Linked DNA regions of Mus musculus: all the other regions are linked to region 1. The links are chromatin contacts, called in public promoter capture Hi-C maps. All regions are on one chromosome and are shown on one strand. The core of a region is the stretch at or near the end of the contact, and the rest is flanking DNA. Distances in the headings are between cores, read along the strand shown. Region 1 holds the start of Mrps14 (mitochondrial ribosomal protein S14). Region 2 holds the start of Brinp2 (bone morphogenic protein/retinoic acid inducible neural-specific 2). Region 3 holds the start of Pigc (phosphatidylinositol glycan anchor biosynthesis, class C). Region 4 holds the start of Suco (SUN domain containing ossification factor). Region 5 overlaps Astn1 (astrotactin 1). Region 6 overlaps Pappa2 (pappalysin 2). Region 7 overlaps Pappa2 (pappalysin 2).

Region 1 (3,751 bases), core at 491-2,990:
AGGAACTGCCTAAAAAAGAGAGACAAGGATTATCCTACAAACTTTCAGTCACTCGTTAAATGACTTTGAGCAGTTAAATTCTATTTGGCATGTCTGAGTGCACATGTGTGCTTGTGTATGGACGGGCATGTGTGGAGGGTGGACAAGGACAACGCTTCTGTGAGTCAGTTACCCCCCTACAACATGGGGCCTTAGATTGAACTGCACAGGCTTGGTGGCAAGCATTTTACCCACTGAGCCATCTCATGGGGGGAAGACTTAATAGTTTTAGGAAGTAACTTATGGCATTTATTTGTGTGTGCATGTGCATACCTCATGCATACTACAACTCAGGTGGAAATCTGGGGACAATTTGCAGGTGTATTCATTCTTCTTTCTTAAGTCACTGTTACCTTCTCCCACACCCTCAGGTTCTGATGACTTCAGTACCCTTAGTTATAAAATTAGAAGCAATCTGGAGAGAATTTCCAAACTCCCACTACCATACCTGTGCCCCCTCGGCAGTATTTGTACTACACTCTACACCCCTCTCATTGGTTATATGACACCTCTGTCCATTACAGTGGCCATGAACCATGGATACAGCTAATACGCACTGGAACTGTAAGCAGTACAAGTGGGGACATAATTCTTGGTATTAACTCGCTTAAAAGTTTGGTTTTGGTCCAACTGCAAAAGTTAGCATCCCAACTGCGATATATATATATTTTAAGTGTCAGATACACAGACTTTGAAACCTGCTTCCAACAGAAGAATGCAAATGTCACATAAGTCATTCTAATTTTGACTTGTTAGGATAAGGATAGACCTGACTAAAAATATCTATCAAAATTAACCGCACCTCCTTTTTAAACTTCAATATAAATATTAGAAAATATTTAAATTATCCTTGTGGTTTGCATTACAATTCTACTGGACGAAACTGCTATTCATGACTTAACCACATTCCTAAAATCAAAATTCATACACAGACTATATCACCTCTTGCCTGCAAAAAAAAGGCAGATCTCCAGCGATTCTTCCCTATTCTTTATATCAGTGTTCCCCCACTCTAATATACAGATATGACGCAATGTCACAGTAAAGAAAAAACAACCCAGGTCCACCCAGGTCTCCCTCTAGTTGACACCCCTCCCCAACAAAACTATCCAAGACTTCTCCAACGTCCTTTGCTGCTCGTTCCAGTTTCTATCCGCATCATAACACTCCCACTCCTTAACTCTACAGCCAATTCTCGGCCCTTCCTTTAACTAATTCTGCTTTAGCGGAATGGCCTGCTCCCCATTCGAAATTGTCACCACCTGCTTCCAAGCCACCACTGGCTGACAGCTAGTTCCCTACAGTCTCTTTGCATAATCGGAGCCTCTGAGGTCTCAATCATCCGACTCTCCCCTCTCTTCTCCACTCACACTCGGCTCCTTATAACCCGGAGTCATTCTCGCAGCTTTCACATGACGGATCACACCTGAATACCAAGCCCTCGACTGCTGCTCTGGGCTCTCCTAACCTAGCCAGGACGGGAAAGCAGATAGGAGCCTTGGGATCGGTCCTCCGTGCGCATTACAGGTGACAGGGTTACGAGGGACCCACAGGACACGGAAATCAGGGAAGGGGTAGGCTGGCGAGAAAGGCAGGGGCCTGACCTGCCGGAAGGTCCGCAGCAGCGAGCCTAGCACGGACGCCGCCATGTTGTCTGCCCAGCCAGCCAACCACCGCCGCAGTACAACACCGGAAACAGGTTCTGTGGAGGCGGGGCTTATGCCCCAAAGGGCGGGTCCAGGGCAGGATTTAGCCTATAGAGAGGGAGAGGGTAGGTGCGGGATTTGAAATAACTCTCGCGTTATTTCATAGATAAGCAAATCATCCATGCGGACCGCCCACTTAGGCAGTAGGAGAATAGTGAGCCTGCGCGATCTCTCCTGGCCCTTGCTGTTCCTCTGTCCCAGCCCCGCCCAGCCTGCGCCTGTGTTCTGCGCGTTGGCGCCACCCGGCGGAAGCTTGGCAGCATTTGTCACTCATCCTGCAGAACTGGCACTGGTCACATTTCTGCTGTAAAGAAGATGGTAGTGGCCCTGATAGAGTTTCTGCTTGCACGCCAAGGGTTTAAATATGTATTATATTATATATATTATATTTATTTTATTATATTATATCATATCTGTATTAAGGTTGTATAGGTTTTACGTTTTTGTCTCTGTGGGTTGGACGGCGGTAGTGGTGTGTGTGCATGTGCCTGCTGTTTTCCCTTTAGTACAGGGCACTTTCCTGCCATCTTCCTAGCCTGTCTCCTAGATGTGTTGATGGGTGCAGTGAGGAACAGCCCATTGGGCTCTTTACACAGGAAGCTCCCAGGAAGAAGGAGAGTTTTTTTCTTTAAGCGTTACAAGTTAGTGAACATTTCTAATGGGCTAGGGAAACTCTGACTGAAACCATTTGGCAGGATAAGACAACCAGGAGTCCCTGCCATCATACTAAGATCTAAAAAGTCCTAGACCAGCAAGCAGCATCAAACCCTGGTTAAAACTCATTCCCACTCACCCCCACGCCACACACAACATAATTGGGCATCATCTACAGTCATCTCAAGATATGGGTACACGGCAAACTCTTTTATTATGTTTCTGTTGTTTTAAGATGCCTGTTTGTTTTCATCGGGAGTTAGATAGGAAGGGAAGTGGGAAGATCTTGGAGGAGATGAGGGAGGGGAAATATGCTGTATAAAAATATTTCTTTTCAATTAAAAACAGGAAAAGTTTCACTAATGTGTTACAATTTCAGAAAGCCAAACTTCTGGAAGGGGCTTGAAAGTCAGAAAGATATGTTTATAGGCTATAGAGTAAGAAATGAGTTTTAGGGCCGGGCGTGGTGGCACTCGCCTTTAATTCCAGCACTCGGGAGGCAGAGGCAGGTGGATTTCTGAGTTCGAGGACAGCCTGGTCTACAAAGTGAGTTTCAGGACAGCCAGGGCTATACAGAGAAACCCTGTCTCAAAAAAACAACAAAACAAAACAAAAAAGAAATGAGTTTTAGGGCTGGAGGGATGGCTCAGCAGTTAAGAGCACCGGCTGCTCTTCCAGAGGTCCTGAGTTCAAATCCCAACAATCACTCAGTGGCTCACAACCATCCGTAAGGAGATCTTACGCCCTCTTCTGGAGTGTCTGAAGACAGCAACAGTGTACTTACATATAATAAATAAATAAACAAATCTTTTAAAAAGCGAGTTTTATACAATTAAACTATTGCACAGACCCATGAGTTGAATTCCTAAAAGGTCCAGAAAAAAATCAGAAAGATTAAAATTCAATGTGACCGTTTACATTCTCCCTCTATTCTTGAGTGTACTGAGAGACTTTATTTGGAGTCTTCTCACCCTGAGCTTCCATGCACAAGCAGATAGTATATGTTGCTAAACAAGCCAAGAAGCCTTCAACGTAAAACTGGCCCCAAGTTTCTCTGCAACTGCATTGAAGGTTACTTAGAGATCAAAGCATTTCTTGAGACAGGTGCCTGTCAGTATTATCCTCCAGCAACCCTACCTAGAAACTTGGTCTGGAGCTGGCACTAGATAACCACTGCTGTAGTCTCACTGAATGGATAGCTTCCTAGACACCAGTGCATGCTGCAGCCTTGTGAAGAGAACTTGCTGAGCCACCCTCTGTCCTCCAACTGCTATCATTCCACATTTATCAGCTTTCTTTGGGTAAAACTTGGTTTCCCCTGGTAGGCTAGGTTTTCATCCTGCATTACAGTA
Region 2 (3,751 bases), core at 341-2,840, 1.8 Mb after region 1:
TTATAGCCAGACTCCTGCAGAGTGTAGAAGGAATAACTTGGGTGAGATGCAGAGTAGAAAACAAGTAGAGATCAGATATGATGGAAATGGGTGGGGGTTTGTAGATAAGAAGCAGTTTCTAGACTTCCTCACTCTTTCAGAGCATCTGGCTAAAGGGGCACTTTATACCTAACCCCAGATATATCCTTCCTCTGTGTACATCTAACCTCTGCCCTCTGTTTTGTCTACTTCTTTCCAAAACAATCTCCGATGTTGCTCTCAACTCAAGGAAACTAAATGGAGACACTTGTCTCCCTCTCTGCCTATTCTCCTCTATATAGGCCTTCATCATGTGACTCACTGGGAATTCCCCCACATCCCTTGCCACTTTCAACTTATCTTTCTTCAACAACGGCTCTTTCCAAAATTTAGTGTAGTTCGCCAGTTAGTAGGATGCATTTCAGCCTCACACATTTATTAGAACATCAAAAACATATCGTTCACATCCATTCAATTAAAGTTAATATCTTTATTCCTCCTTCTTTCCTTCTTTCCCTCCTTTTCTCCCTCCCTTACCCACTGCCCGGACTTCCCTTTCACAGGCTCAGCAGACAGCACCTGCTTCTCAGAAACAAGGCTTGTCCTGTTCTCCTTTCTCTAGTCTTCCTTTAAAAAATGCGAGTCCCTCTTCCTGACAGCCACTGGAGTGAAAGGAGACACACAGAAGGAAACCATCACAGGCAAAACAATTCTCTTTCTTTTTGGACGCAGGCCATTTCAGAGGTCTCCCCAGAATCCCCAAGTTCTCCTCTTTGCTGTTGTCCCTACAGGTCTGGTGTGGGGCGTGAGGTGTCTCAATTTAGCTGTTCAGCGATTCTCTGCCTGGTCATCTTACCACAGAGCTCCTGTGGTCTTTTGCCTCCCTCTTTACCCCCTCCCTCCCCCCCCCCCGCCCCCGGCCCCGGGGTGTGTGTGTGTGTGTGTGTGTGTGTGTGTGTGAGAGAGAGAGAGAGAGAGAGAGAGAGAGAGAGAGAGAGAGAGAGAGAGCTATTTCTCACTTGGGGGCTCACTTCTAATTAAGTAATTCAGGAGGTTTAAAAAGCACAGAACAACTAAATGAAACCTCAAATTAGAAGGAAAATGGCTCAAATGGGTCCCCATCTCTGGGAGTTCTGGTTAAGCAAGCAAACAAAATGGGCTGGGACGAATGAATATTGTAACTCAGAAGACCAAAGCAAATGTAATTAGTTCCCAGTCTACTTCTTGTTCCTCAGCCTCTGACACGCTCCAATCTCACTCCCAACGCCACACGCAGCCGCGAATTTATCCAATTCTTCCTTATCCTTACTGCGGGGAGGGGGAAAAAGTCGCTGCTGCAAAAAGCTGGGAGGGTTAACAGAGCTGGTACCCCAGCCTGCCAGCTAGCCAAAGGAGATTGCCGGTAGGCCTCAGAACCCGCCTCCTGCCAGGCTTCACAGCCAATGGGAGCCTGTGGTGAGTATGGCGCAGGGTCCTATTGGCTGCCAACCTACGTGCATAAGAAAGAACGAGAGAGGCAGGCAGGGCAGCATTGTTATCTTAAGACACTCATCCGGTGTCTGAGTCTGCAGGTGACACTGGTTAGGTACGGACCGGGAAGCCGGAGTGGGGACGCGCCGGGCTGCAGCTCCAGGATGGAATCCGCCTGCCTGCCGCGCGGCTCGCGGCTCAACCCGCAGCGCCTCCGCTGAGCTCGACGGGTTCCGGAGGACTTGGAAATGCACCTGCCGCGCGCTCCGAGGACACCAGCAGGTCCTCAGGCAGCCGAAGGAGCCCAGACGCCTGAGGAACGATTTCTGTCCATGTACAAGGCACAGATTTCGGATGACAGGGCGGGTGAGTCTCTTTAGAGTTGGAAAAAAAAGAAGGCAAGATCTTGGGTTTCACCTCGGTCGAGGGACAGGGGACTTCTCAGTTGGCTTCCCACTTTCCTCACCTCTCCCACGCCGCGTGCGACCCAGCCTAGTGCTGATCCCACTTCACAGATGCTGTGGGTGCCTGGGATGCTCGCTGCTCCACGGCAAGGCAGCAGGCAAGTGGTCTAAAAGCTGCCGCCGCGGCGGCGGCGGCGACAGCAAAGCCCAGAGCAGGAGAATTTGAAAAGAGACATCCGTTCCCTCTCACAAGCTGAGGGGGTGGCATTTCATATTTCCCCAAAGGAGAAAGAGCCACAAGAAATCATGAAGTAAAAACTTTGGAAGGCTGCCACTGGAGATGTTGCACAAAAATCAGGCGTCTTTTGGGAGTCTCCTCGCAGTCCTTGGTGGTTTGGGGAGCAGCTGATACAGCAAGAAGGACTCTTACAAGGATTCAAGGTAATCGTGCAGGGGTCTGTACCCCTGGGTTTTCTGTATCACCTTTCGTTGTGATTTTCATGAGTCCTCATTCAACCTTCTTGTCTGGTGCCTGGCAATTGCAAGCAAAAGGAATAACTCCCATTCCACCCCGTAGTTTCTGTCAGGTGGAGCTTAGCAGTGGACTTTGGGTTTGAGCTGACTCTGGAATCGCCTCCTGGTGTCGCATGGCTGTCACAGAGCTTGGGCACTCTGCCTGACCTATATTGGTTTTTTTTTTTTTTTTTCTTTTTTTGCCTGGTTTAAGTCCTTAAAGTTAGTGCAACTCCCATTAGCTTTCGAAAATTCATTCGGGCTCCATAATTGCAGAGGATGACAAGGACTTTTGCTTGCCTAGCTGATGCCGGACAGAACTGCACGAGGTTCACTGTGTTTGGGGAGGACCCTAAAGACCTGGTATTCTTTTGTGCAATATAGCTGTATTCACATGGTCATTAAAGCCCTGTGGCATGCTTTAGAGGCCAGTCTATTTCTTCTATGAACATGTAATGAGGGACAAAAATAATTCCTAGGAGTGAATCCCATAGTCTCCTTTGGGTGGTATAACAGAAACCCCAATCGACTGAGTCAATCCTGGTAGTACACTGGAGACACTACAGGGAGAATATTGCTGTGCTGAAGGGAAGGGTCTGTTGAGACTATCTATCAGAGTGTTTTCCCTGTTCATACACAGCTGTGTGTGTGTGTGTGTGTGTGTGTGTGTGTGTGTGTGTGTGTGTGTGTGTGTGTGTGTGTGTGTTCACAGCTGTATGAAGGAAGCTGGCTGCTCACAGAAACACTAAGCATCTCTGCCTAGCCCCTGCTCGGGCCATGATGCCTGGGGTGTCGCTACCCAGTAGGAGGATGAACTTGTACACTGCTGTTCTAGCCCAGAGGAGTTCTCTCTTCACCAAGCAGTCTTTCTTCACGGTACATATTTATCCAGGGTATATAGACTTAAGCCAAATATTAACTAACAATCAACTGGATGCACTGTAATGTGATTGAACAGACCTTTCTGTAAAGAACCATATGTATGCTTTCCCTGTCCTGGGAGCAGGTTGCCCTGAGTAGGAACAAATGTGCTAAGAGAATATCAATTATGAAATAAAATCCGGACCGTATCCAACAGGGCCAGTGATATGTTAGCATAGGCCAATAAGAAGAATTAAACATATACACTGTGAGTTAAGTATTTCTCCCCAGGTCTTCTCTAGACAAGTGTATGTTGATTCCTTTGCTTTCCTCGCCCCCCTGGCCAGGCTCTTGGAAGATATGCAATGCCTGTATTAACCAGGAAGCTATAGGATTCTACTAAATCCCCTGGGGGGCAGTCTGATGACATCAGGAAACAGCTAGAGTGATGCTGAAGTCTATGTGTTTTCCCTCTTGATTTTGCA
Region 3 (3,751 bases), core at 341-2,840, 1.8 Mb before region 1:
CCGTCCATCACCTCCATCGATAAGATCGAATAAAACATACCCAACCAAGGAAGATGCCAGTCCGGTCCCAAAAAGCCACTGGGGAGCCAGAAGACCCTCATCCATGTACCACCAGATCACTACAAAAACACAGACACTGCACAGCTGCTGTATCACCACACTGGACTCAAATACCACAGCCCAGTACTGGTACTTCCGGGCATAGATGTTTTTCCGGAGTTCTTCCAGGAACCTCTGGTCAACATAGTTATCAGGGAACGGCTGCCGCTCATATAAAACCTTCTGCCACTTGACTTCTGGGGTGTCTGTTACACGTTGAGCACACATTATCTCATTCTTTCCTCAAATCCAGGTTGGCTCAATCTCCCTCAGGGACGTCCATGGGGTTCTGGTTCTTGATAAATCTGTAGATTAAGAACTCTCTGGAAATGCCATGCTGATACCCTACAGAACTTTCCTTGTTTACAAAGCCTTCAGTACAAGCTGAGCCTGCATTAGATGAGTTTGTCCTGAGGGTCAGGACAACACAGCTAAATTCCTAGAAGAGAGAACTGTAAATATATGGAAGCTGGCATCAGATACAATAAAAAACAACTTGGCTTACTGAAAGCCTAGATAAATTGTGTCTGGTGACATAATGCGGCATTAAGCCTTCACATTTTAAAGTGTAGTCTTAATAATTGATATCTGCATCTAACTCAGAATGTTAAATGTCTTATGCACCTTCTTTAACTGTCACAGCCTTACAAGTTAATACCAGTTATGAGTTTACCTAATAAGACATCTGAGTTTCAAAACAGTAGAGTATTTAGGTCCCAGGCTAACAGCGTGGAGCCAGACCTCCTACAAAAGTCTAGTGTCAAAGTCTCTGCTTCTGGTCGTCCTTCTCTAAGCCAGTCTTAACTTGGGCATTCATACACTCTAAGGTTTATACTATTTTTGCATGATTATATTTGCAACTTACGCAAATTTATAGGGACAGAATCCATCCATAGCCGTTACTAGGTCCCCAAAGGTATCTGAATAAGTTATCGGTCGAATGACAATAACCTGCACCGTACAAAAGGGCATGATCTCTCTATAGTTTTAGCCCAAACCAAGAACTCAAATCTTTTTTGTTCATTAGCTGAACTTACTATCCTTTAAAGTGCTATATCATCCTAATTAACTGAAACAGCAAAACTCTAGCGCAGGATCAAGAAAACAATCATCCCAGTCGTAAACACAGAGGTCATTCAGCAAATTCGAGAAAGAACTTCCTGCCGGACCGTCTGTATTTTTCGTGGAGGCTAGGATAGACCTTTGCTTTAAAAGCCGTACACCCTGGAGTCGGCCCTCACGCACTGGGACCTCGGGATTTGAAAGGTCCCCGTCACCGGGCGGCGAAGGGTCTTGGGCTACCACTCACCCAACCGGCCTGCCCCGCCCGCCGCTGCCGACCCCCGCCCCAGCCTTGGATCAGCCGGAAGCGCTCACAGCGAAGGACGCCGGAACCCACCTGCACCAAGCTCTTTAGGGGGGTGCACGACCGAGAAGAGCGGCCGCCTAGCTACTTCTACATCCGGGACGCCGGCTTGGAAGGGGACTACTGTGGAGGAGCACTTCCGGATCCGCAGCACTCGGCGGCCAAAGCGTCCCGCCCCGAGACTCCACACCGCGAGGTCACTGCTGCCCTCTACTGATTGCTCCTCTCCTGGCAATCTGCTCCTAGTGGAATGCTAAGCCTGGGAAGCAAATCCCTCAGTGGGAATTACTTCACAGGGTGTGGAAGGCAGGAGAAGGCAGGAAGAGTCGCGGGGCTGGTGGAAGACTGGTAACTGCAAGGTTACCATGACATGTGTTGACAGGCTCTCAGCCAAGGGACTTTCCATGCATCCAAACCCTCCTCCTATAGGTGCCAAACCAGGCTTCTGGTATTCACCAAAAAAAAAAAAAAAAAAAAAAAAAAAAAAAAAAAAGGGGGGGGGAGTCGGGGAGATCCCAGATCTCACATAGCATCCTGTGCGTTGACTTGCACAGAGACGATGCGATCATTAGTTTGTTTTTGACCAAAGTCAGGCAGCTGGTTAGTAATTGCAAGTAGATCAGAAATATCCAAATGTGGATGGCTCCAAAGCTGGATCCTTTCCTAGACTTTGCCACCTAAAAGAGATGAGGGTGGAGAGCCTTTGGGACGAGAGATTGCTGATTTTCAACTGGGGTCTTGGAAGTGTCACAGGATTTATAAATAGATGGAAGCTCGAAGAATTTAAAATATAGAGACTGTTAAATAGTGTGGACACAGAGGCAGAAAGCATGAACCCATTTATTCATATTCACACTATCTGGGCTTTGAATTCTTTGTCTGTAAAAGAAAGAAGGCGCTTATTTGTTCTTGGCCACCTTATGGAATGGTTGGAGGACTCTCGTGTTAAAATAGTTTGCAATGTATTGATTGCTGTGTGGTTGCTGTTAGCTTACTTTGCTTATTGTAATACCAGCACTGGTCAAGTATTTTAACTTTTTTTTAATATTTTGTTTTTAATTATGTCTACATATGTGCTCCTGACTCCAGGTGTCTGTGGAGGTCAGAAGAAGGTGCTAGGTCCCCTGCCGCTATAGTTACAGGCAGTCATGAGCTGGCTTGTGGGTGCTGTCAACTAAACCTGGCTTTTCTCCAAGAGGAAGGAGTGCTGTTAGCCACCAAGGCATCTCTCTGGCCCTGTGACTCCCTTTAAGATTTAGTCTTCGGAAGTGTGATAAACTCTGCAACCTGATCTCTTTCCATTTCTCTCTCTGTAGGCTTTTGTTCCAAAGTTTGACAAGATTCCTTGGCTGAGTGAGGCCAGCCTGGTAAACAAACCATTGATCCTGAGCATCCCCAGAAGGTAACTTCCCAGCTTCTGAGGACAGAGCCTTCGAGGCAGAGCTCAGTGGTTGTACTCTTAAGGTGGAGAGGTGCATGTGCCCTGTTGAGAAACCAAGTCGAATGCAAAAAAAAGAAAAAGAAAAAGAAAAAAGAAAGAAACGCCCTGGGTTTCTCAGACAAAGGTTATGCTATGTAAAGGCCTGGCTAGAAGAAATGAGAGCCGCCATAACCTTCATTTCTGCGTGTACTATTCAACCACAGACACTGTAACTCAAAACACTTCCATAGTTTCCCCCCACCCCGCTTCAATTTCTAGTCTTCGAATTCTAATTATCAATAACCTAGAACTATAACACGCCATCTTTATAGAGTAGCAATAGCTGTATTTCACGTGGGGCCTCCTCCAGTTTCATGGGTCGCTCATGCCCTCACAAAGCCAATAGATAACACATTTCTGATTTTGAAAACTGAGGATTTATATGTATGGGGCATTTCAGCTTCTACTTAAAATAATTAAGTTCTTCATTCAACACCTCCCCGCCCCTTACAGTTAAGTTGTCCCTGGGTGTGGTGATAAATCTCTGAGAGAAATGTAGGTTGTGAGATGATGGCGGGAAATAAGGAATCGGGGATGAGCAAGGACGGTGCAGAGGCAGTTCCATAGGCTTGTCTTAGACTGGAAATGGTTGCTAGAGAGAGCACAGGCTCAAAGAGTTTCTTTTCCTGTTGATAATCGTCATACATCTTTAGGTCTGTGAGCAAATGACCACATGAGGGGCATCCATGCCTCCATAACACATGTCTGCTTTGTCTACTCTTTAAAACAGTTCTCAAAAGGCTGATAGATGATTTTGTGTATTTTCAGAGCAAACATTTGAGTGCATGTTGTGTGTGTGTGTGTGT
Region 4 (3,751 bases), core at 761-3,260, 1.7 Mb before region 1:
TACTATCTTGTCAACTCCCCTCCCCATGCCCTAAATAAACTCTATTCTATACTATACTTGTATGGCTGTTCCTCAGGGGTAAGGGATGCCTCAGTGTGGGCCCGCAGAAGCACAGCCTTCTCCCTGCCCCCCTCCCCCAACTCCATACTGTGCCTCCACCTAACATATCCCCGGCTTTTTCTTTTATATAAAACATAACACCTGGGTAAATGTCAAGGAGGAATTGCACAGTCGCCAAAATATGGAAGCAACCTAGGGATCCATTGATAAAGAAAATACAGTATATTTATTTACACATTAAACTATAAAAAGAACGAAATCTTGTCATTAGTTGTAACACAGATGAAATTGGAGAATGTTGTGTAAAATCAGAGGTAGAAATACAAATGCCGTGTAGTCTCTCTTATACATGAAAATTAAGATAATTTCAAAGATGAGAACAGAATAGTGTTCACAGATCTCAGGAGTTAAGGGTGGGAGAAGTGGAGGAGGTTAATGGGTATGGCGGTGCAGATAGATGAGAGGAACTGAAAATAAAATAAAATAAAATAGGAAGGGAATGACTGCTCCTGGGCATGGTAGAGGAGGTTTATACAAGGGAGACATAGCCAGAGACAGGGGCATCTGGACGAGTCCAGAGTGAATACGAACCTGAGCAGGGGCCATGTGAGGAAAGTGGAGGAGGCAAGGAGAGCCAGGAGACCAGGAGATCAAGAGGCCAGGAGGGTAAAGGGCAGACCAAAAGGGCCAGGTAACCAAAATGGCTGGATTATATAGGGAAGGGTGCATGAGGGAATGGCTGCCCAGCCCCTGGGCTGGAGAAGTTTGGAGTAGGGGCTGATGAGAAGAATCCTGCAACTAACTGGTAGAGACTGAAGAATGCTGGGAGAACGTGGCAGCCAGTTCTGCTTTGATATGTTAAATAGGCACACGGGAGACTTAGAGGAAGGAACTGCTATACTAAGAGGCCAAAAGTCTAGTCTCTTCCAACTGCTGTCTTTCAGGATCAGTAAGCTACTTGAAGAGATGTCTGGCAGTAGCCACAAAGCATTCTGAGATTGCACACCAACGCTCCCTAAGTAGGATTCTGGGCCTCAGCTTTTTACAGATTTTGGGGTCTCCATCTGTGAACACCACTTCTTTTTTTTTTTCTTGTTCACAGCAAGTATGTGTAGGAGTTCGCTTTCTCTGCTTCCAGACGCCGAGAGTCCGTAGTGTCTTTTCTGCCTTGCAGCAGCAAACCCACAGCCCGAAATTAAAAGAACAAAAAAGAACACTAAAGCTCTATCTTAGGAATCTGGCGGGCAGGTAGGAATTCTCACTTAGGTGAAAGAAAAGCTCAGTCCTTCCCAGCCAATCATGTGAGAGGAAACGTTGACACGCCTCTTTCTACCTTCCAATCATCATCTACCTCAGTAAGCCCGACCCACTGCCGGTAAACCGACTTTTAAATTGCATTAGCATGCTTTCTCCTGACCCTCTCCAGTCATTCCAGGCCGTTCCATGACTGTGCTCCAAGGAAGAATTATAGACTTAACAATGACAAATGACAAAGCTAGTCAGTCTGAAGGTGAGAAGTGAAAGTGTAAAACTCGAGAACCAAACCCGCGAGTTCTACGGAGGAAAAAAAAAAAAGGCGGGTTCGGGCAGGAGGACTACAAGCCCCAGATACCCGTGCGCGGAGGCGGCGCGTGCCAGCGAGAGTGGGCAGGCCATTGAAAGGCGGAAGACCGAGGGTTACAGGACTTCCTGTTCGAGCGCCAGCGAGTGGGTGGGACCTGCGCAGGTTGGGCGGCGGTTGTGGCGTTTTGGAGCTTTGTCAGCGGAGGGGGCGTGGCCCGCGCTGTGACTTGTGGAGCGCGAGCCGAGAGGGACGTGGGTGACGCGTCTCCTTCCACCCAGCTCAGTGGAGTGCGAGGTGCGCTGGCCCGGCCGGGGATTGGCTGCTGAGAGGCGAGTACGCGGCGGCCGTTGGTCGCCGGCAGCACGGAGCGAGGGCCCGGGCGGGCGGGGCGGGGATGGGGAGGCAGTGGCGGCGAAGGCCGGAGGAGGCGGGCGCGGGCGAGCGGGCAGACAGAGCGGCGGCGGCGGCAGTCTCCCGAGCGCTCCTGTGAAGCGTCCCTATTCCCGTTGCCGTGGGCCTCTCGGGGAGGCCATCCGGGACGCGAGCCGCTGCGGAACCGCTCCCCAAGCCCCACTGCTCTTCGGACTCTCGGTCCCATCCTCGCGTTTCTGCTCCGGCTCCTCCATCTTGGCCTCGACAGTGGCTGCTGTGGGGAGGATGTGCCGCCTCCTGGCAGGGGGAAGAAGGAGGAGAAGATGAAGAAGTACCGGCGGGCCTTGGCCCTGGTCTCCTGCCTCTCTCTCTGCTCTCTAGTCTGGTGAGTAAGGGGCCGGCCTCTGGGGACTTCCCGTGGGGATGAAAGAGGGAGTAGGTCGGGTCACACCCCCAAATCATCTCGGCTTTTTGGGTTGCTTGGTGCTCCTGCTCCTAAGCCAGGGACACAGCGGCCACCCAGCTCTTCCTCTTGTGGTTTACGAGTTGTGTTTTGGAATTTGCAGAGTTCCAGCAGGGAGAGAAGGGGATATTGGGGATCACTTTTTGCCTTTGTACTCGGGTACCCCATCACCGCAGTTAGGGCAGTTTGGGTAGTGTTCAGAAAGCTAGTGAGTGAGTTACTCAGTTTTGCTGTCAGTTCATTTGCTTTCGTTATGAGGTAAGGGCAGGGGCGAGTCAGGTGTGATGTGTTCCGGACCTGTGATTTTGAAAACGTGAGTCGTCATGAGGGTAAGAGTAATGTCTAAACTGTTGTTCTTCTGGTCAGGTCTTGCACAATCTTGACCAATAGTACTTTTGGGGCTGCTCCTTGAAACCCTGCGGCGTGGGGCGGGCGGGATCCCTGATGAAGCCCTTTTTCGGTTAGCCTGGTGGGAGAGGATTATCACAGATGTGGAGTCAGCCATAGTTTTGGGGCATGTTCTTTGGCACTAGAAAGGAAACGGTTTTTGCGACCCGCTCTGTCCCTTTCTCTGAAGTTCTATGGAGTTCAAGTTAATTTCAAGCACATCTCTGGATGTCCAGGAGCAGACATAGCTTATGAACCAAAGGATTGCTAAAGGTGTACTTGGAAAAGCCATTCTTTCTGAAGGAATTCCCAAAGAGCCTTGAGACTTGGTGACTGAAAGTGATGGCCTTTGTGTTAAAGAGATTTTGCTTCTTATACTAAAATCTAAACACACTTTCTTATTTACCTTATGTCTTCAAAGCGCCAGTAATAATTCCCTTTTTTTTATGGGTGTAATGGAATCCAGAGGTGCTCAAGTTGTAGAGTTGTTGCTCACATAGAATAATATATTAATATGGGCTCAAGAAAACACTTGTCTGAGAAAATCTGACTGGAAAGACTGTATTTCTTGTCATTCTGAATCCTTTAAATACTCCTTAAGAGAAACTGGTACCTGAAACCAGTGTAGGATTAGGTAGCAATTTCTTAGAGTTGGTGAGCTTCTCTTACTAGCCTTTTCTCCCCTCATTCAGAAATTATCTCCAGATTTTGTTACCCACTTCTCTTTTGTAGATTGAGTATTCTATGTTCATATAATAATCAGTTCTAGGGTCTACCCAGGACTTACTCTATTACTATTACTGCAGTTTAGTTTGATCTTATACTGTCATAGTTGATAGATTGTGTGTGATACAGCCTTCTGCCTTTTCTCTTTTCCTGCCTAGAGTGCTATAGATTTACCTTAA
Region 5 (3,751 bases), core at 335-2,834, 1.5 Mb after region 1:
ATTATGGGCATCCTCATCCCCAAAGCAGACCATATTGATGTGAAAAACTTAAGATTATTGATGTTGGCTTTTCTCTATGTGTTGGTAGTTAGTAAGGCATGGGACTTTTATTTCTGTGGGTTATTTCTAAGGCTTCCCTTTTCTCTCAGGACTTGACAAAAGTCAGTTTGCTTTAGGACAAGCCATGGATCAAGAGCATCTGTTTGCACATGCCTTTGCCTAGAGGGGGTTATTAGCAAAGGAATTTTTGTTTTTTCTGTAATCATGGCAGTGGTTAGCAGAGAATTGTTTCTTAATTGTGGGCTAGGATAACTAGTGTACTATGTTGTTGTTGCTTGTAAGTGTGCCTAGAGGCAATGAAATAGACACCTCTTTTATAAATAAAAGAAAAGCAAAAAGCAAAACAAGACTTTGTCAGATGCTCACCCTGCAAAAACTCTTAAGTGGACAAGATGGCCGCTGCCTGAAAGAGACAACAGTTGCTACTATTCCATGCTTCTCCGGGATGCCCTGCAACACTGGGGACTTGAAACAGTGCCACACGGAAGGGCATTCTTTTCTTTTCCTACTTTTGGAATATGCTCACCCGTCTCTACTTTGGAGTGGTCCATCCGGTCAGTGACTTTCTCTTGCCGGATCAGGTAGTCTACAATCTGCACCCCAATTGGCGGCTCTGAATGTTCCCACTCCAGGACCACGAGGTTACTGCTGGGCTCGTGTACTGTGGAAAGTCTCAGCCTGAGTGGAGAAAAGAAGAGACATGAACTGGGAACTCAGCTGGGACCTATGTCACCACCTCAACTTTGACATTTCAAACTCTTCTTCCAAATAATAACTCTAGTCTCTCTGAGGACATGTCTCTCTCACTAGATACTAAGGTCTCCAGAGACCTAGGAAGTTTATGTTTAGATCTTGTAAATGAATAAATAAGTGATGGTGTAAAGATCAGTGAAGGTCTACCTGGTACATGTGTTTGGGGATTGGGCTTTATTGATAGGTCTTTTTTATATAGTTTGAAATATAATTTCTGGATTTTTCTCTTGAGGAAGACTAAGCAAATATTGTGTACAATGTCTACCTCAAAGCCCATTGAATGTGGCATCCAAGAGAATATTGCATTAATAAAAGCACAGTTGGTTTAAATTCCATAACCATCAGGACCTGGCAAGCCCTCTTTGCCCCGCCTCTTGTTCTGCTATGTCTCCCTCTCCAGATCATCTGCTGATGGAACGTCAGAACAGGCTCAGCTCAAAAGTAACACTGAGAGAGTTGGCTATGTGGTCACATGCCACACTCTTCTGGGGGGTGATACCCTGTGTCTGCTGCTCAGGACCTGATGATGTCAGTTTCTATCTCTTTGGAGGCCTATGAACCCTCGCTCCTATTTCAGTCCCTATTTGTTTTTTTCTTTACAGTTCTTAGTCTCTCACTGTTTTCAAGTTTGCCTTTGCCTTGTACATTGCTTTGCCTTGCTACTTTATACCTCTCTGCACATTATAGAGACTGAGTACCCAGTACTGATGTTCACTGGGGTGGATCTCCTGACAGCCCAAGTGTTTTCAATTTGCTTCCTTGTCCTGACTTCTCATATGTGGTTCATGTTTCCTTCTTGCTTCCAATTCTTCGTTTCTCTCCAGACCACTAGACTATGGGGGTTTTCCCAGTTTCTGCTCACTGTAGCCTTGGTTGTTCACAATATCCCTAGCATTAACCCACATCTCTGTCCTTCCTTTTTCTACATTAAAAGTGTCTGCAACCCTCACCTTCTACCCAGCTCACAGGTGCCCCTTAAAATCCAAAGGACAAGACATCAGAGCTGAATCACACCAAGGGCCCTGCAATGTCCAGCTTCCACTCAGCAGGTATGTTCATAGTGGTTACACACATGATACAACTTTAACATGAAATCAAGGGATGGTGTTTGGGGAATAAGAAGCAGTTCAACTAGTAGGAAAATAATTAAAACCACACGGTCATCTGCTAGCAGCTACTATGAAAGAGTGCATAGTTTTCATATGACATTAGGGTGGAATAGATCCAAAACAGTGCGGATATTGACAAATTCATTAATTAGAGTCATATGCAGAATGCTATTTTGAAGGGGAAAAAAACCATTAGGACGCTTAAGTTAGTAGCTAAGCTTTCTGAGAACTCAGATTCTGTGAAAATAGGAACTAAGGCCAGCCCCTACTGAGAAACAGAAGTGTGTATGATTTACATGGACTTATGAAAAAGTAGAGTACATTTCTATTTCTAACTACCAATTAAAGTGCAAAAAAGAAAATTAAGGTCTATTACTGAAAGAAGTGATCAGAGCGGAGAAGAAAAGTGCAGTTTTAATAGTTTATACTTATAGTTCTGGGATGTTTTATATTTTAATTGTATACCTCTCATGGACAATCTCTCGCTCACCTTTCAGTTATTGTATTTGGTTAATATATGTCTAGAAATGAAATCAGCCTTGGGACATCAGGGCTGGATCTTGTGTCCCTCTGTTTGACAGTTCCCATGTTACCTTTTTACACTAACTTTCATATCTGCTGAATCTAACAGTATTTGATTCTCTTAGTGGTTCCTTTTCTACTAAATGAATATATATATATATATATATATATATATATATATATATATATATATATATAATTAGGAACTTATTTTTATTTTGATTCAGATATCCAAGTTACAACTACAAAGAGCAAGAAATCAATGACTAGAATATTTCTAGGCACCTAAAAAAGGAAATAAATTGGCTTGCAGTGATGGTCTGTTAGTAATGTTTCCCTCTTTTTCCTTCAATTCTATCTCTTCAGCATCTACCTCTGCCTGCAGACAGGTCAGAGGGCAGCCTCCACCTGCGGATTCCTTCGTACAGTCCACTCTTCTGTACAATTAGCCCTCTAACTCCTACAGGGCTTGATTCTCATTTTGGGCCTTCCAGGCCTTATGAAAGCATGGGGTCATGTCCCACCACCTTGTCCTACTGACGTTATTGCACAGATATAACACTTTGTGCCTTAACCCCTGTGGAAGGCACCTTACTATAGGATAACCTGAATTCCTACATTGGGTCCTGGTCTCTCCTCTTGGCCAGTTCTGTTTAACCTCCTCATGAGTGATTAAGAATTTGGACAGGCTCATTCTCAGCCATATCTGCAGCTCCTCATGCGTCCCTTCAATACAGACATCCCCTCATGTCCACCCCAGGCCTCCACTCTTCACAATGTGTGTTCTTCCAGAGCATCCTTGCTCCAGCAATGACCCCATCTACTATTTTTCTGAGATTAATTGAACTCTTGTTATCTCTATTTTTATTTTTATGTTTTTCACAGAGCTCTACCTGTCCCTTTTCCTACTGAACATCTACACAATTATCCCTCCATAGTTTATGGGCAAGCCCAAGTGGGGCCTCTTCCTTCTCTTCAACTCTGCCTACCTCCTGATGGGTTCCTTCTCAACTCTAGTTTATCCCCATAGTTAACAGTCACCACGACCTGCTGGTTTTAACCCAAAATCATTTCAGTTTTATTCTCTCAGCTACTCTCAACCATGACCTACTTCCTGCTCTATAATTATGGAGAAATACAGTCTTCTTGAAGTCATCTCTTTGTCCATTAATTGAAAGTGTGGAGATAAGAGTGTTTACCTAGTACATATATTGTCTGGTACCCAGGAAGGCTTTGAGAAGTGGTAGTGTTGCTGTCTTGTTCCACCCTTACTACAGACCTCTAACTTCCCACATAGCAACAACACT
Region 6 (3,751 bases), core at 336-2,835, 1.5 Mb after region 1:
ATGCTTTCAACTTCCTGTTCACTCCCCTAGGTCATTCCATTTGCTGCTGATTGTGACTTGGATGAATGCACCTGTCGAGACCCCAAGGCAGAAGAAAACCAGTAACTCTAGGAGCAGAGCCCATCTCCTCTGCCCTGGGGGCAGACTAAAAGAGAAGCTCCCGTAGCAGGATGCAAAGGGTGAATGAACAAGATAGGTTCCATGGTGGAAGGAGAGCCTAAAAGAGAGCCTTTAAGAAATGCAAGAAATGTTTGTAGGTGCCAATTAATGCATTAAGTAGTCCAAGTAGGGAGGGATTAGAGGCAATTGTTTCTGTAAAAAGACACTTGGTTAGAAATGGAAGGAGAAATTGACAGACCCCTCCCCCCATCTGTACTCTGCTCTATCCTTCTCTCAATCTCCTCCCCACTCTGCACGCTGTCAGTGGCTCAGCCCCACCCAACATGTAAACCCATATCAAAATATTAGAAGATAAGCTGCCAGGGACTCCGTCAATACCCATTTCAGATGGACTGTCATCTTTCAGGGCTCATCTATTCCAGACTGGCCCTTTGCCTTCCTTTTGTGTGGTCTCTCTCAAATAAGGAGGTTAGCTATTTCTTTATAAGTATTTAAACATAATTATATAAATATATTATATATTATATTTTTTGCTGTTTACTAAGCTACAGATTATCCATTGTTCCACAAATGCTGCTGTGAAGTTCATGTCCAGAGGGATACTGAAGCTTCGAAGACAGAAAGAAAGGTTCCTTTGCCTTCTTCCCATAGATAGGGATTGGCAGGTCGGATGGGGAGAAGAGAGTCGATGGAATTCTGGATGCTAGCCTGTCAGCTGATCATCATTTTATGACCTGGGAGCTGGGCCTACTGAAAGGAGATAGACTTGGCATGCTAAGAGCAAGAGGCATGGAAAGTTACATGGGAACCTATTTGGCAGTAGGTCCAGGAGAAATAGACAATGGTTTCTAAGTATCTACCAAAAGGAGCATACAAACTCTTCTACGCTTCTCAGAACTCTCAGTTGGAGCTGGTAAAGACCAGGGTCTTTTCCACTTCTCCATGTACTTAGTCCAAGTATAGCTGCCAGCCAGCCAACCAACCAGCCAGCCAGCCAGCCAGCCAGCCAGCCAGCCAACCAGCCAGCCAAAAAGTTTGTATGAGGGCTCATTCTGTGAACATCAGGCTTACAGGAACTTACACCCTCTTCATACTTGGCCAGTTGCTGTCTCTCCTTGTTGCAAGTCTCAAGGTCTGGCCAATTGTTCACAGCCACATCACTAACTGTTGATTTTTCTGAGAAAAGAAAATGCTTTGGAGATTTGGAAATGTGGGGGAGGAGATAAGAGATGAAAGAACGGGGAGTTAGAAGAGCGAAAGGCTGTCAGAGAGGTGAAAGGTCAGAGAGGTGAGAGGTCAAGATTAAATGAGGTCTGAGGATAAAAGGATAGAATGAGTGAACAAGCCCCTGATCCAAGTCTCCAAAAGAGGCCAGGGATCCTTCGAGCAAAGAGATAAATCTTATTCAAGTGCAAAATCTGAAGTTTGTGGCCCAGTAAGCAACATGTGGAGCGAGGGTGACACTCTGTGGGGAGAAAGAAGAATTTCAACTATTTAGGGTCCATGCTCTCTTTACCATTTCTTGTTCAATAGCTGTATGGACTATGCACAAAACAGTCACATTAACACTTCTCTGTTTATCCAGACTATTCTCATACTTTTCTATAGGCTCTGTCCTTGGTATGTTTTCTTATAGCAGTTTCTAGATCACACCTAGAAAGAGAGTCAGGACATAGTTTCTTTCCTTTAATGACGGTCTTGTTCTCTTACAGAGACCCTAGTTTTTTCCTCCAGTGGAAACTAAGACCAAGCAAAACTTGGAGTCACTTTTGGTATCTCCAAAACCTCTCCTCCTCTTCCTTCTACTCTTTTGTCATCAAGACTGAAGCAACTAATCTATAGAATGAGAAAGGAAACTTTTTTTTATCATCATAAGCACAATTATCCCTGCTCTATATGAAGAGCAATATTCTGCAGTGACTGGATATGGCAATATACATACAGTTACCTATGAATATGTGGATCATGGACAACAAAGCCATTGAGAAGGGGAAAGGCAGTGTTAGTCTTCTACTCCTAGCAATAAGGTAAACAGTGCTTAAATACTGTTTACTATCTAGGTCACACTTATTACCCTTTGTCAGGAAATACCATTCATATTCTGAATCTCATAAGTTTAATATGGAAAGAAAAATAGAAAAGTTTAGGTTCTCTACTACATATTTCAATTCCTATTTCTGTATCTCATTAAGGTGAGTATGAAAAGACCAATAGAAAAATTTAAATTCTCTACTAAACACACACACACACACACACACACACACACACACACACTGTTTCCTTAGAGAACATTCAAATTCCTGGATGTGTGTCAACTTTTGCCTTAGGAAAATCCTGACAGAGACAGAGCAATAGTTACCTTGGGCACAACTTAGTGCACAGAGACTGCCATTCCCAAGAGCACTCATGGGCACAGACTACCCACCAGTATCTGTCCATGCTCAGTCTCCTCATTAAGTCCACTAAGACTAACAGAGACCCCATGCTTCACTTTAAGATACTTTGTTCTTTTTGGCAACATTCACCCTGCCCTGGGAAGGCAAGAGGACAGTTTCTGGGGTGTGTGTAAAGCTCCCCAGGCTGAAGGCCATTTAGCCATCATCAGCCAGAGACAGAGACGGGAGTCTTATCTAGACTTTGTCCCTTGGCTCCAGTATTTGAAGAAACTTAAGTCCCTAATAAAGAAAATGATCAGAGATCCTAGGAACAAGTCATGTTTGCCCCCAGGTGGTTGTATTCAGTTCTCCTTAGACATCCATAATGTCATCCAGGGCCCTCCACAGAGGCTCCTCTGCCTGTTTCTTTATTACAAAGTTACCTGTCTATTTCTAGTTCCTGGTAACCACAGTTTTGAGATCAACATGGCCCAAAGGTGGCTGGCTTCAATAGTAGCATGGCAGCCTTCAATCACAGATACAGAAAAGAGATCAGCAGGGGCAAAGAGCAGATCTGGGCAAATAAGGCAGCGAGTAGAGTCTTCTTGGTTCTTTTCTTTCCTTTCCAACATTTAAGGCCTTAGTCTTTGACACATCATCTATTCTGTGTGATCACCATTGAGTGTGTCAGTTAGCACCCAAGGGGACAGTTTGATGGCAAACACAGTGAAAGGGGCTGATCTACTGTATTGTAATGTAAAACAGCTACATCCAGTTATTTTATAAGATTATAAAACGTTCATTAAAAAATCAGCACATAAAATATGAAGTGTGTTTGGTGTCTTATTCTTTGTTTCAATGATTTCATTATTTCAAACCTAAACCATTGGCCTAACCCAGACCCACATTTCCCTTATTGGTTGGTCATTTCCTGCAGTCATTTGAAAACTATTTGTTATATAAATAGGTTATGAAAGAAATGTAAACATGGGAATCCAGAAGAAGAGATGACATTTACCAAGGTAGAATGTGGAGTGATGCCAAATGCCTTGTGAGCTGTGAAACAATGCTCAAGAAGAATCATTTACATTTCAGATGCGATAAGCATCATCCCTGGATGCCAAGAGGAGGTGGCATATGGGTCCGTTATTGGACCTCAGTGAGGCATTCAGCTTAGCTGAAAATCAGAACTAAATTAATATGTACAGGGCAGTTGGTAAACAAAGTATTAGTTAATTTTCAGGGGGTGGAGAGTC
Region 7 (3,751 bases), core at 376-2,875, 1.2 Mb after region 1:
ACGAGCTGCTCTAGAGAGGTGCTTCTCATGCTCCAGTGTGCACAGAGGTCATCTGGGGCACACCCAGCAGCAGATTCGAAGAGAGTGTGTTTTGCAGGGATTTAACACAGGGCGTTCATTGGCTATGGACACCACTGTCAAAGACTATGTTTGGATGGAGATCACCTCTCCCTGAAGTGGCCAGGATAAAGGGAGACCTAACATGGCCGGTTCTGGCTCAGGTATCATCAAAAGTCTTCCAGACTATGCTTTGACTGCTTCTTTCTTTTCTCTTTCTCCCAGGGTCAGGTTAATATCATGGGGTGATAGCTCTCCCAGCCCTTTCCTAACTCTTTCCATATTTTTGCTCAGAGTTTCTTTCATTGAATAAAATCTTTCCTATTTAACCCTACTCTGGGCATCTGCTCTTATACCACTCTGTTACCCAAATGAGGATTTGTATTCCGTTTTTCTGGAGACACGTGGGACGGCATGTGTAACAAGCTGCTCAGCTTAGATGCTGCTGCTGCTGCTGCTGCTGCTGCTGCTGCTGCTGCTGCTGCTGCTGCTGCTGCTGCCATGGCTGCCGCTGCATGTGCACCATCGCACACTTACAGGACTCCAGATTTATAAGCATAGGACAGTGTGTGACAGATTTTTTTTTTTCTGCAAAAGAACAGATGCTAAGTAGTTCAGGCTTTGTAGGCCATATAGAGCTCATGATGCAACTCCTAAACTCTGCTGTTAGTATGTGCACATTGCCACAGTTGATGCACGACCACATTGGTAGGCTGTGTTCCAATAAAACTTTATCAAAGCAAGTGTCATGCTGGGCTTTGCTCCTCGGTAATTGTTTGCAGAGCTTCGGTGTCGAGTGTTCATCCTGAAGGCCATGCTTCCTCTACCATTCTTCTGGCCTTGTTTCTTCATTCCACATGATCCACAAAAATCCATGCTTATCTATAGTGCTCTACCAGATAAGCTCTAAGCAACAGGTTTCTGGGGAACGCTAAGCCACTTTAGCGGGACATTAGATTCTGAAGCATCACAAAAGAGAGAAAGCAGGAAGATGTAGTTCATGTGGCTCCCTTAGAGTACAATGATGTTTTCAGGGTTTTGTGCTAGCTGGGCACTTGAACCTGGTCTGGTCAAGGCTCAGCATCTGACTCACAGCTTTCTACCTGAGACTCTGAAATCATCTAGTAGCCTAGTGTGGGTTGGAGGCAGATGGATTTCCTCTGAGAACTACGGTAGGGTGATCATCCCATTCACTGCACTTCTGCCTTAGTACCTGATGCGTGCTATTGCCTAACCTTGTTGAGGGAAAGAGCTCTCGTAGGCTCTGTTTGGTCTCAGACAGGCATCACGGCAATCGAGCCTTCTGGATTCAGGTGGCATTGGAGTAGCCTCAGTCCTCTGTGAGGCATGATCTCTCCCAGGCCTCAAGGATGAGATGAAAACTCCAGAGAACTTTGGATGTCGGTCCTAGCATGGAGCACAGGTTGCTAGGAGTAACAGAGTCAGAGCTGTGAAAAGTAGGAATCAGCTCTGGCAAATGCAACTATTTGCCTGTAACCAGCAACACTTCATTCTTTCTCACCCCTGCCTTCTCCCTCATGCACCTTTCCTTGTTCCTCTGGGGCTGGCCATCTGATTCATTCAGGATGTGCATGCCAGGAGGTCTGGCTCCATCTCTTTCCTGTTTTAGTTCAGGCCTTGCAGAGACCAAATAAATACCTTATTCGATCCACATTTAGGGAGAGGAGGAAGAGGAGGAGGAAGGGGGAAGGAGGACGAGGAGGAGGGGGGAAGGAGGAGGAGGAGGAAGGGCAAAGGGGGAAGGAGGAGGAGGAGGAAGGGGGAAGGAGGAGGAGGACGGAGAGGAGAAGGAGGGTGCAGCAACACCTTCACTTGGATCCCGAGCCCATACACCCTGCATGTTCAGGAGCTTGAGTTCCTGATGTCACAAATAAGTACATAAATCTCATGATTCTGCCCTTGAGGCCCTGGAGCTAGGTTACTCCGGGGCCTTGTCAAATCTGTTTCTGTTCACCTCACATACACCCTCACCCTGTACCTTCCAGAGAGCATATTTCTTTGCCAAATATGTGTCCCTCAAAACAACAACATTCTTCACTTCCCGTGTTTACTACCTGCTTTAAAACAATCTTACTTAAAAAAAGAAGAAGAAGAAGGAGGAAAGAAAACAGTTAGGAAGTAAAATTCAGGGCAAACAGGAACCGTTTTCTCTATGACTCAGAAGTGAGTGATGGGGTAAAGTGGTTCTTCTCAGACATACAATATAGCAACTGCTTGCAAAGCTTCAGAGCATTTGGAAGTTGAAGCATTGCCATGACAACCAGTTGGGAGAGCAAGGTCAGTAGTTGTGACTCATGTCTAGTTGGGAAGTCCAGGCAACTGATTCTAGGTGAAATCAACGAGCTTTAACACTGATTGGACACTCCACCCTTAGCCAACAACTGTACACTTTCCTCTTTTATTCAAGAACTTTCTGTACATCTGAAGCAGATTATGAAAGTAGTTTGGTATTATACATGCTCATTCATTCATTCATCCATTCATTTGTTCAACATTTATTGAGCATCTATTAGGCAAAGTACCAGATATTATTACCCGTTCTAGAGAGTTAAGAATAAGTAAGAGCGGTGCCTACAAGATGCTCACAGTCTGGTGACAGGCTTTTTATAAATGTTAATTTTAACATTTATAAATTTTAACATTTATACATGTTAATTTTAATTTAAATCTATACTGTAATTTAATATGGCGCTGCATTTCTTTATCCTAACTAGTTCCCCAACAATGACACAGACCAAGATTTATTTTAAAGCTTCACTTCAATACCTGGGCACTCTATCTTAATCCCCATAATAATGGCACATAGGGTCTTCCACTCTCCAGCCAAACTCTATAAACTCCTTCCTCTTCTTCCCGAAGGCTCAATCTTCCCCTTCACCCACCCCCCTCCCTCCACCCCCACCCCCTTTCCCTGCCTGGTGGAAGTCCCGCCCTATTCTCTCTTCTGCCCAGCCATTGGGTGATCAGCTTTTATTGGCAAGGAAGAGAATAAATGGTAAGCATTGTTTACACAAACTTGAGAAAGGGGATTCTTGACATAAGCATTACAGTGCCCATAACTCTGTGTCTAGATTGAAATAAGATATGAGGACAGAGAAATCAGTATTCAAATAACACAAGGGTAAACTTTACACGTTACACAAAAACACAATGCCTACAATTATAATCTTCCTCTTGGGAGCGAACAGCTCTATATCAGTGAGAGGTAACCGGAGTCAGGACTGGCAGGTGCAGAATTGGGGGTGGGGTGCAAACGGGAAGAATAATGTCAGATGTCCTAGTGGTGCCAAGAAACCCACCAGGTGGAGATTTGGGACTCAGCAGTTGTGGGAGTCACAGACTAGTTTAGGGGAGTCTATTCCACTCCATGGGCAGGAAAACACATTCTGGTAGTACAGTTATTGATGAGAGGAGAGAGGTGAAGGCATGTTAGATAGGATGCTAAGAAAGGATGCTGCCACGGTAAACACAGATTTTATTCTGTGTTAACAGAGATCCAAGACTTGGGACATATTGTAAAAGAGCCAGTAATCTAAAGTGAGTGATAGCAGAAACATGGGGAAATCATGGAAGACAAATAAGCAGAAGTGTAAAGTGTGCAAACGTGGGCTCAATTACTATAAGGGATTTTCATAGCGAGGTTTCCTTGGCAACTTCCATAACGCTGTCTTTG

The links. Promoter capture Hi-C pulls out the DNA fragments that hold promoters and counts their contacts. Capture Hi-C pulls out chosen DNA fragments and counts their contacts.
Region 2: a promoter capture Hi-C map of embryonic stem cells shows a contact between it and region 1, with 3 times the contacts expected there. The contact joins the promoter of Brinp2 here to the promoter of Mrps14 in region 1. A contact is called at or near these places in 3 of 39 promoter capture datasets (embryonic stem cells, hippocampal neurons and second pharyngeal arch cranial neural crest) and 1 of 115 datasets of contacts at active chromatin or transcription factors (astrocytes).
Region 3: a promoter capture Hi-C map of liver shows a contact between it and region 1, with 2.6 times the contacts expected there. The contact joins the promoter of Pigc here to the promoter of Mrps14 in region 1. A contact is called at or near these places in 3 of 39 promoter capture datasets (the C10 cell line, liver and pre-B cells), 2 of 484 Hi-C or Micro-C datasets (CD4 T cells and CD8 T cells) and 1 of 9 other capture datasets (liver).
Region 4: a contact with region 1 is called in a promoter capture Hi-C map of liver, with 6 times the contacts expected there. The contact joins the promoter of Suco here to the promoter of Mrps14 in region 1. A contact is called at or near these places in 1 of 39 promoter capture datasets (pre-B cells), 2 of 484 Hi-C or Micro-C datasets (olfactory sensory neurons and rod photoreceptor), 1 of 115 datasets of contacts at active chromatin or transcription factors (astrocytes) and 2 of 9 other capture datasets (adipose tissue and liver).
Region 5: a contact with region 1 is called in a promoter capture Hi-C map of 3T3-L1-derived adipocytes, with 9 times the contacts expected there. The contact joins the enhancer-like site here to the promoter of Mrps14 in region 1. A contact is called at or near these places in 5 of 39 promoter capture datasets (the 3T3-L1 cell line, 3T3-L1-derived adipocytes, embryonic stem cells and 1 more), 16 of 484 Hi-C or Micro-C datasets (B cells, the N1E-115 cell line, adipose-derived mesenchymal stem cells and 10 more) and 3 of 115 datasets of contacts at active chromatin or transcription factors (astrocytes, embryonic forebrain and forebrain).
Region 6: a contact with region 1 is called in a promoter capture Hi-C map of hippocampal neurons, with 9 times the contacts expected there. The contact joins the enhancer-like site here to the promoter of Mrps14 in region 1. A contact is called at or near these places in 4 of 39 promoter capture datasets (the 3T3-L1 cell line, 3T3-L1-derived adipocytes, hippocampal neurons and 1 more), 11 of 484 Hi-C or Micro-C datasets (cerebral cortex, cortical neurons, embryonic fibroblasts and 4 more) and 1 of 115 datasets of contacts at active chromatin or transcription factors (forebrain).
Region 7: a contact with region 1 is called in a promoter capture Hi-C map of 3T3-L1-derived adipocytes, with 4 times the contacts expected there. The contact joins the enhancer-like site here to the promoter of Mrps14 in region 1. A contact is called at or near these places in 4 of 39 promoter capture datasets (the 3T3-L1 cell line, 3T3-L1-derived adipocytes and hippocampal neurons) and 5 of 484 Hi-C or Micro-C datasets (cerebral cortex, cortical neurons, frontal cortex and 1 more).

Annotation. Positions count from the first base shown.
Region 1 is chr1:160,193,204-160,196,954 of GRCm38.p6, reverse strand. It overlaps Mrps14 (mitochondrial ribosomal protein S14), which reads right to left and starts at 1,740. Exons shown (of 3, transcript NM_025474.4): 1 at 1,644-1,740; 2 at 1-9. The coding sequence starts at 1,688.
Region 2 is chr1:158,354,099-158,357,849 of GRCm38.p6, reverse strand. It overlaps Brinp2 (bone morphogenic protein/retinoic acid inducible neural-specific 2), which reads left to right and starts at 1,590. Exons shown (of 8, transcript NM_207583.2): 1 at 1,590-2,333.
Region 3 is chr1:161,967,027-161,970,777 of GRCm38.p6, reverse strand. Pigc (phosphatidylinositol glycan anchor biosynthesis, class C) reads right to left here and starts at 1,590. Exons shown (of 2, transcript NM_001039045.1): 1 at 1,499-1,590; 2 at 1-538. The coding sequence starts at 327. It overlaps 4930558K02Rik (RIKEN cDNA 4930558K02 gene), which reads left to right. Exons shown (of 7, transcript NM_001204904.1): 2 at 2,782-2,867.
Region 4 is chr1:161,874,941-161,878,691 of GRCm38.p6, reverse strand. Suco (SUN domain containing ossification factor) reads left to right here and starts at 2,010. Exons shown (of 24, transcript NM_001357402.1): 1 at 2,010-2,381. The coding sequence starts at 2,320.
Region 5 is chr1:158,664,469-158,668,219 of GRCm38.p6, reverse strand. Astn1 (astrotactin 1) reads right to left here. Exons shown (of 23, transcript NM_007495.4): 19 at 587-738. Among named protein-coding and RNA genes, the nearest start is that of Gm37679, 110 kb to the right of the region's middle. Within about 2 kb of position 1,584, at least 4 of the 459 cell types and tissues checked have an H3K27ac peak or open chromatin away from gene starts, as enhancers often do. A contact at or near this core is called in 3T3-L1-derived adipocytes, where this site is marked.
Region 6 is chr1:158,711,300-158,715,050 of GRCm38.p6, reverse strand. Pappa2 (pappalysin 2) reads left to right here. Exons shown (of 23, transcript NM_001085376.3): 23 at 31-3,318. The coding sequence ends at 105. Among named protein-coding and RNA genes, the nearest start is that of Gm37679, 160 kb to the right of the region's middle. Within about 2 kb of position 1,585, at least 19 of the 459 cell types and tissues checked have an H3K27ac peak or open chromatin away from gene starts, as enhancers often do.
Region 7 is chr1:158,946,770-158,950,520 of GRCm38.p6, reverse strand. The region is part of intron 2 of Pappa2 (pappalysin 2); the gene reads left to right. Among named protein-coding and RNA genes, the nearest start is that of Pappa2, 9.5 kb to the left of the region's middle. Within about 2 kb of position 1,625, at least 36 of the 459 cell types and tissues checked have an H3K27ac peak or open chromatin away from gene starts, as enhancers often do.